Regions from separate parts of the Sus scrofa genome. Here region 2 is linked to region 1. A link is a contact called in public HiChIP or PLAC-seq data. All regions are on one chromosome and are shown on one strand. Each heading gives the region's core, a stretch centred on a gene start, on an enhancer-like site or on the middle of the called end of the contact. The rest is flanking DNA. Distances are from core to core; before and after follow the strand shown. Region 1 has its middle 72 kb from the start of ZBED5. Region 2 overlaps CTR9 (RNA polymerase-associated protein CTR9 homolog).

What was found. HiChIP or PLAC-seq counts read pairs in DNA pulled down with a chosen protein or histone mark.
Region 2: a contact with region 1 is called in an H3K27ac HiChIP or PLAC-seq map of skeletal muscle. The contact joins two enhancer-like sites. A contact is called at or near these places in 9 of 47 Hi-C or Micro-C datasets (blood, embryonic fibroblasts, epiblast stem cells and 4 more) and 1 of 2 datasets of contacts at active chromatin or transcription factors (skeletal muscle).

What each region holds. Positions count from the first base shown.
Region 1 is chr2:48,550,346-48,554,206 of Sscrofa11.1, reverse strand. No RefSeq gene overlaps it. Among named protein-coding and RNA genes, the nearest start is that of ZBED5, 72 kb to the left of the region's middle. Within about 2 kb of position 1,361, at least 6 of the 83 cell types and tissues checked have an H3K27ac peak or open chromatin away from gene starts, as enhancers often do. A contact at or near this core is called in skeletal muscle, where this site is marked.
Region 2 is chr2:48,705,799-48,710,151 of Sscrofa11.1, reverse strand. It overlaps CTR9 (RNA polymerase-associated protein CTR9 homolog), which reads left to right. Exons shown (of 26, transcript XM_021083325.1): 18 at 828-944; 19 at 1,088-1,233; 20 at 2,552-2,623; 21 at 3,397-3,532; 22 at 3,966-4,112. Among named protein-coding and RNA genes, the nearest start is that of CTR9, 22 kb to the left of the region's middle. Within about 2 kb of position 2,626, at least 3 of the 83 cell types and tissues checked have an H3K27ac peak or open chromatin away from gene starts, as enhancers often do. A contact at or near this core is called in skeletal muscle, where this site is marked.

The DNA.
Region 1 (3,861 bases), core at 112-2,611:
ACTTGCTCACCAAATGTGCTTCTGACTCGCTGGAGGATGCCAGTGAGCCCCTTACATCCTCTTCTAAAGGGCTTCTGGGTTTTTCTTGTTTTCTTTTGTTCATTGGGGCTCACTTGGCAGCAAGATGATTTCCTGAAGAGAAGTTTCTGGGCAGAATGCTTGGCAGATTTTTAGGCAGGTTTTGTTTTGTTTTTATTTGTTTTTTGCTTTTTAGGGCTGCACACGTAGCATATGGAGCTTCCCAGGCTAGAGGTTGAATCAGAGCTACAGCTGCCAGCCTACACCACAGCCACAGCAAAGCAGGATCCAAGCTGCATCTGTGACCTACACCACAGCTCATGGCAACGCTGGATCCTTAACCCATTGAGTGAGGCCAGGGATCGAACTTGCATCCTCATGGATACTAGTTGGGCTTGTTACTGCTGAGCCACAATGGGAACTCCTCTTTTTTTGTTTGTAGGTGATGAACCTGGGGCCTGTGGCAATGGGGAGGATCTGGAACCAGGGACCAACCACTTGGTAGTGATGCTGAGGAGTGGGGACAGGGGGATGTGGCTCAGGATCCTGTTGGCCTGATCCAAGGTGCTGGTATCTAAAGTCTAGGCTGCCTTATTTTATTTTTTTCTAGCTATGAGTCAGCTCACAGGTTTTCAGTTTCAGGGCTCCTATCCACACGAGGTCTTCAGCTGTATCAGTTGTGATGGTTCCCACAGGGATGCATTTAAAAATTATAATAATGATGCTGACGTCAGGGTTCTGGCCAGGCTCTGGCTTGTGTCTCCTCACACATTATTTTGTTCTCATAACATCCCTGTGCAGTAGTTAATATTCTTCCCTCTCCCCCATTTCACAGATGAGGAAATTGAGATACAGAGGAGTTAAGAAACATGCCCCAGATCACACAGCTGGTAAGTAGCAGAGCTGAGTTTTGAACCCTTTCCTGTGCAGGTATCGGGCATTTAAACACATACTTGCCAAAAAATTTAATGCCTTTTCATTCCATTTCATTTCACTAACATGCAATTGACTGTGGTTGATGAAAACAAGTGCAAAAACCTCGAACAAGCATGGAAAGATGCTGATGAAAAAAGAAAGGGAAAGAAAGGAATGCTTCATGGAGTGGGTGTTGTAGTTGTTAAATGTCTGAAAATATTTAAGAGCAGGAGCAAATACAAATAATACTGTTAAAAGGATTGCAGGCGAACGTTTTCCCTTTCTTAAAAACAAAACAAAACAAAAAAAACCTTTGGCATTGTTTCATAATCCGTAGGAAAACAATACAAAGAGAACAGAAGCCTCCTGGCTTGATGTGTCATACCAGGTATGGCCACATGGTGTCCCTCCAGTTCAACCTAAACCCTAAACTCCGCAGACTACTGACTTCTCACCCCTTGGCTAAAAGCTAAGGGCTAGTGGGAGCTTTTAAGCTAGCCCGTCCAGCCAGCATCTAGCACTGGAGAAGGAGGGGCACTAACTATGGCATGAAGGGCAGAGGGGACAGAAGGCCAGGAGAGGGCGGATTGTTTGCTTCCGAGGGTCCCAATGTACAGTTCTGACATTGGAAGTTCATTAGGATCGTCTGAAGGAAGGGAACAGGATGGTTTTATATCTGCAGAATAGGAGCGCTACTGCCTGGGTGTAATAATTGGAGGGAGGGCAGGAAGGAGGCTGGAGTGGGGCAGAGAAACAGGAGGGTCCACGGTTTTTGTAGAAAGGCGAAGAAGCAGCAATGGGGTTGGAAGGAAGGGTTGGGGATTTGTTTTGAAGCTGTGTTTGCGCAGCAAGCCCAGTTATCATCGTAAGAACAAAAGTTGTCTTGGAGTTCCCATTGTGGGTCAGCAGGTTAAGAACATGGCTAGTATCCAGGAGGATGCGTCTTCAAGCCTTGGCCCCGCTTAGTGGGTTAAGGATCCCATGTTGCTGCAAGCTGCAGCGTAGATTGCAGATGTGGCTCGGATCCCATGTGGCTGTGGCTGTGGTGTAGACTGACAGCTGCAGCTCCAGTTCGACCCCTACCCTGGGAACTTCCATATGCTGCAGGTGTGGCCCTAAAAAGACAAAAAAAGAAAGTTGCCTAAAGTGACCCTTTCCCCTAATATTTTTAGTTTTGTTGCCAGTCTGGTTTGAAACATTGACTTTTTTAAGGGCAGCACCATGGCATATGGATGTTCCCAGACTAGGGGGTGGAATCGGAGCTATAGCTGCTGGCCTACACCACAGCCACAGCAACTCAGGATCCGAGCCATGCCTGCGACCACAGCTCACGGCATCTCATGGCATAGAGGGATCCTTAACCCACTGAGTGAGGCCAGGGATCGAATGAACCTGCATCCTCATGGATGCTAGTCAGATTCGTTTCCACTGAGCCACAATGGAAACTCCCAAACAGACTTTTAATCAATATTCTGAGCAATTGTTATTATTTTTTTTTTTTGGTATGAATGGCAGACTTTCCACCTTTTAAGCACAGCTCAGATTTCTTATAAGGCAGCGGTTCTCAAACTGGTGTACATGACTCTCACCTGGAGGGCTTGTTGAAACAAATTGCTGGGGCCCACCCCTAGAGTTTGATTCAGTAGATCTGAGATGGGGTCTAAGGATGTGTGTTTCTAAAAAGTTCTCAGATGCTTCTGGTCCTGAGACCACAGTTACCAAAGGAATTACTTTCCTCGCATGCTCTGCCATTGAAATCTATCATCTTATTTTTATTTCATTTTTTGTCTTTTTAGGGCCATATCCGCAGTATATGGAGGTTCCCAGGCTAGGGGTCCAATCGGAGCTTCAGCTGCTGGCCTACACCACTGTCAGAGCAACTGGGATTCCAGCTGCCTCTGCATCCTACACCACAGCTCACGGAAGGCCAGATCCTTAACCCACTGAGCGAGGCCAGGGATCCAACCCACGACCTCATGGATTCTAGTGGGCTTCCTTAACTGCTGGGCCACTATGGGAACTCCTGAACTCTATCATTTTACAAGCCAAAAACCGAGGAGCTTAAATTCTTCCACTGGGTGACCAGCCTTAGTGGGGTGGTAGGGGTGGGTGGCTGTGACCTTTGCTCAGCCGGTAGGGCTGATTTTTTTCAGAGTCTGGAAGAAATATTGCAAGGCTCACTTGGATTGGTGGGAGGTTGTTAGGGGCAACAGCCGCCTCCTGCCCATTGGGCTATTAGTATCCTGTGTTTCCCAGGTTTTGGCAGCTTGGCTACTTTAGGTTCTAGCAAGTCTTGTCCCACTCAGGTGTTCCAAGCTCCATTGATTCTGATTTTTCACTAGGAGTAGTAAAATCCCTCTGCTTAACTTAGCCAGAGTCCTTGCTGTTGCTTGCAGCCAAAATCTCTGACTCAACCTCTCCTTGGTACTGCCTCCCACTACAGTAGCATGAAGGGAGCTGAGCAAACTAAGATCCCACTCGAGTTAGCAGCAGAGCTAAAAAAATCGAGTCCTGAATTTTTCTCTCCAAGGCGAGGGCTCTTCCCTCCACGTCTACAGCTACCACCTCTGATCCACAACATAGCCCTGATTAGAAAGGTGTTTGCAATCTGCATGTATCAAAACTTTCTGAAAAATAGGACCTCCAAATATATAAATAAAACCAAGCAGTAGGCACCAAAGTTTGCAGTCCTAAAATGCTACAATTCCATGACTAATATTTCTCTTAAAAAAAAAAAAAGCAAGATTCAGCCCTTTTAGCAACTGCAGGCAGTATTAAAAATGGTAGAACTCACACTCTTAGATATTGTCAGCTTTTCATCTATTTTAGGCGTTCAGACCTTGTTGCTATGGATAGTCATTAAGATATTGGTGGCAGGGGAGCAGAGACTTGCAAAGGAAAATGCTCTTATATTCAGGTTGGTCCCTC
Region 2 (4,353 bases), core at 1,377-3,876, 150 kb before region 1:
TGTGGTGCAGTGAGTTAAGAACCAGGCATTGTCACTGCAGCTGTTTGGGTCACTGCTATGGTATGGGTTCAGTCCCTGGCCCAGGAACTTGCACTGCTATGGTGGCCAAAAAAACAAAACAAATTTTTTTTTTTTTTTTTTTTTTGCTATTTTCGCTCGGATTGGGTCCCAGGAATCAAGTTATCCACAGACCAAGCATGGCTTAACCAAAGCAAAGGATCTTCCAAGCGCAGAATCATTCATGTTTCGAAACATGCAAAAAAAACAAATTAAAAGATCTTCCAGCCTGTTTAACTTTTCAGTGTTGGTCGAAATTTCAAGTGGAAAAACTGTTTGGAGTATATAGTTTTTCTTAACAGCTGTATTTTTACGTTGTGAAACTGTATCCTGGTGAATGTAAAAAGTCATTCTTAGGAGTTCCTGTTGTGGTGCAGCAGAAATGAATCCCACTAGGAACCCTGAGGTTGTGGGTTCGATCCCTGGCCTTGCTCAGTGGGCTAAGGATCTGGCATTGCTGTGAGCTGTGGTGTAGGTTTTAGACACAACTCAGATCCCGTGTTGCTATGGCTATGGTGTAGGCCAGCAGCTGTAGCTCCGATTTGACCCCTAGCCTGGGAACCTCCATATACCGAGGGTGCGGCCCTAAAAGGACAACAAAAAAAAAATTTTTTTTAATTTTAAAAATAATAAAAAGTCATTCTCAAATTAGTCTGGGAAATGAACCATTCAAAAAATAAAACTCCTTCTCATATGGCTTTAAAATCTCTTGACATTTTTATACAAAATGACTATCATGTACTCTTCGTTGCATATTTCTTTTATTGTAGTATGAAAACTGCCTCCGAAAGTTCTATAAGCACCAGAACACGGAAGTTGTACTCTATTTGGCCCGGGCCCTCTTCAAGTGTGGCAAGTTACAGGAATGCAAACAGACTTTGCTGAAGGTAAAAAGGAGAACTCAGTTCTATGCTGCATTGAATTTTTTACTCTGTTGTATGCATGCTCACATACTTGACACTCTATTTGATTAAAATCCTTTTCATGCCATTAGATCATATAAAAGATCTGCTTTGTTTTTTATTTATAGGCTAGACATGTGGCACCCAGTGATACAGTTCTTATGTTTAATGTGGCCTTGGTCCTGCAAAGATTAGCTACCTCTGTCCTGAAAGATGAAAAGAGTAATCTGAAGGAAGTACTTAATGCTGTGAAAGAACTGGAGCTGGCACACAGGTAAGATTTTGTAGGAACAAACTTTGAAACTCTTTGTTTCTTTAAATCCTTCTGTCTCAAAAGGTGCTGAAAAATCATTCCCTCGTGGGCAGTGTTAACGATCGACTGGACCATGAGATTGAGGTTCGTCCTGGTCTGCTCAGTGGTTAAGGATCCAGCGTTGCGTGACTGTGGTATAGGTTGCAGACGTGCTCGGATCCCGAGTTGCTGGTCTGCGTCTGGTCAGCTCAGTGATTAGATCCCAGCGTTGCCGTGAGCTGTGGATAGGTTGCGCGTGGTCGATCCGGTTGCCGTGACTGTTGGTCGCTCGGTCGGTTGCTGTGGCTCTGGCGTAGGCGGTGGCTACAGCTCCGATTAACCCCTAGCCTGGGAACCTCTATATGCCGCGGGAAGTGGTCCAAGGAAAGGCAAAAAGAAAAAAAAAAAAAAAGAAGAAGAAGAAGAAAATCTCTACCCTCAAGAGAATCGCTTGCTATTAGAATCATTCCCGCAATTTTTAAGCCAAAGCAGACAGCTGCCATCAGGTGGCGCCAAACCATAGCCAAAGTCCTGCTAGATTTGGATCTTCTAGCCTGGCCCCTAGAACTGACTAGCTAGCTTTGCAAGCTTGCCCTAGATTTTTCATTAATCTGACAATAATATGACCCAGCATTTTACACACTAGAAATTTTTAGACTCTGCTTATGTTAGTTTTACTTACTATACCAGTGTCTTTTTATGAGATAACTCATTTTCATTGAGCTAAGATTAAGGCCTTTCCTCTTCAATACTGAATAAGTTTAATTGACTCAGCTCAAAATTTATGTAGTTTTTTAGTATTTATTTGTATTTCAGTATATGGTAAAATTAAAACCTAACATCTCTTCAGGTTTTGTCCAACCTTATTTGAATTCTTGCTTCAGCATTTCTTGCCTTGCCCAGTAGATTATAAATACTTTCATGGCTTAAGCCTCCTAACTTCTGTGCTGATATATTTAGTAAATTTAGTGTTTAGTAAATATTTGTTGCTTGGATTGATTTTTGGTTGTTTGTGAATTTCCTGATAATTGTTAAATATAACTTTGCTTCTCTTCATGGACTTGCTACTATCAAGTGGTGTATTGATGAGAATCCTTTTTAAGTGAGTTACTTTATGTATTTTTCCTATTGAGATGACAGCCCTTCATGTATTGCATACATTCATTTAAGTATTAAGTATTCATTAAGTTCAGTCAGTATGTAAGCCTTCTGTCAGACTATTTTTGTAGAACAGATTAAAAATCTAAAGGGTCTGTTTCATTAATTTTTTCAAAGTATTTTATTTTCTCATTCCACTTAGATACTTCAGCTACTTGAGTAAAGTGGGAGATAAAATGAGATTCGATTTGGCCCTCGCTGCTACAGAAGCCAGGTAATGTTACTATTTAGGGAAGGTGACTTTTGAGTGAGGCAGTGATATCGATGTGGGCTGGGAGCAGGTTCCTGACTTTCCAGAGGCAAGTCTTTCACATTCTTCTCTGGGGCTCTCCAACCTCACCAAGGCTTTTTCCTAAGGGTCCTTTCAGGGAATGTGGCAAAGTTAATTTAGTTTGAGTACTTAAGTTGTATGGGAAAATGCTTTTCTATTTCACTCACATCGGCTAGGTAGTCAGAAGCAAGATTCCTGATTCTGAGGCACATGTGAAACTAATGTTGGGAATCTTTTTAGCTGTGTTTTGGGAAGACGGTAACAATTTGGAAACGTAACATAGCTGACAATTTGGGCTTATAGGAAACTAAGTTAGGAGTTCCCAATGTGGCTCAGTGGTTAATGAGCCTGACTAGTATCCATGAGGACTCGGGTTCAATCCCTGGCCTTGTTCAGTGAGTTAAGGATCCTGCATTGCCCTGAGCTGTGGTGTAGGTCGCAGATGCAGCTTGGATCCCACGTTGCCGTGGCTGTGGTATAAGCCGGCAACTGTAGCTCTGATTCAACCCCTAGCTTGGGAACCTCCATTATGCCTCCTTTGCGGCCTTTTAAAGACAAAAGACCAAAACTAAGTTAATTTTGCTAATTAAGACTCCCCATAGGTATCACCTAATGATCTTGCTTCAAATGTGTATAAGGAAGAGGTGACGTTCTGAGTCTTTGAATTAAAAGTATTGTGGCTACATTCATATTTCTCTAAATTTGGAATGTTCTAGGCAATGCTCTGACTTGCTGAGCCAGGCCCAGTACCACGTGGCCCGGGCACGCAAACAAGATGAAGAGGAAAGGGAGTTGCGGGCCAAACAAGAGCAAGAGAAAGAACTGTTAAGGCAAAAGCTTCTCAAAGAACAGGTATTTATTATATTTTCAGTTAAACTAGAACTAAAGATGTGCATACGTACACTTTGTATGTTAAAAAAGAAGTCCTGGAGTTCCCATCATGGCTCAGTGGTTAACGAATCCAACTAGGAACCATGAGGCTGCGGGTTCGATCCCTGGCCTTGCTCAGTGGGTTAAGGATCCGGTGTTGCCATGAGCTGTGGTGTAGGTCGCAGACACCACTTGGATCTGGCGTGGCTGTGGCTGTGGTGTAGGCTGGCAGCTACAGCTCTGATTCGACCCCTAGCCTGGGAACCTCCGTATGCCGCGGGAACAGCCCTAGAAGAGGCAAAAAGACCAAAAAAAAAAAAAAAAAAAAAGAATAAGTCCTTTTGATGGTAGTCATGATTTTTTTGGTTATAAGAACATTTTGATGAGTTTTTTCCTACCCTTTTTTTTCTCATAGGAAGAGAAACGTCTCAGAGAAAAAGAAGAGCAAAAGAAACTTTTGGAACAGCGAGCCCAGTATGTAGAGAAGACCAAAAATATTCTTATGTTTACTGGAGAGACTGAAGCAACAAAAGAAAAGAAACGAGGTGGCGGTGGTGGCCGGGTAAGATATGCCTCCAGTTAGAAATGAAGTTAGGGAGTTCCCGTCATGGCTCAACGGAAACAAATCTCACTGGCATCCATGAGGACACAGGTTCAATCCCTGACCTCACTGAGTGGGTTAAGGATCTGGTGTTGGCGTGAGCTGTGGTGTAGGTTGCAGACGCGGCTCGGATCCAGCGTTGCTGTGGCTGTGGTGTAGGCCAGCAACTGCAGCTCCAATTTGACCCCTAGCCTGGGACCCT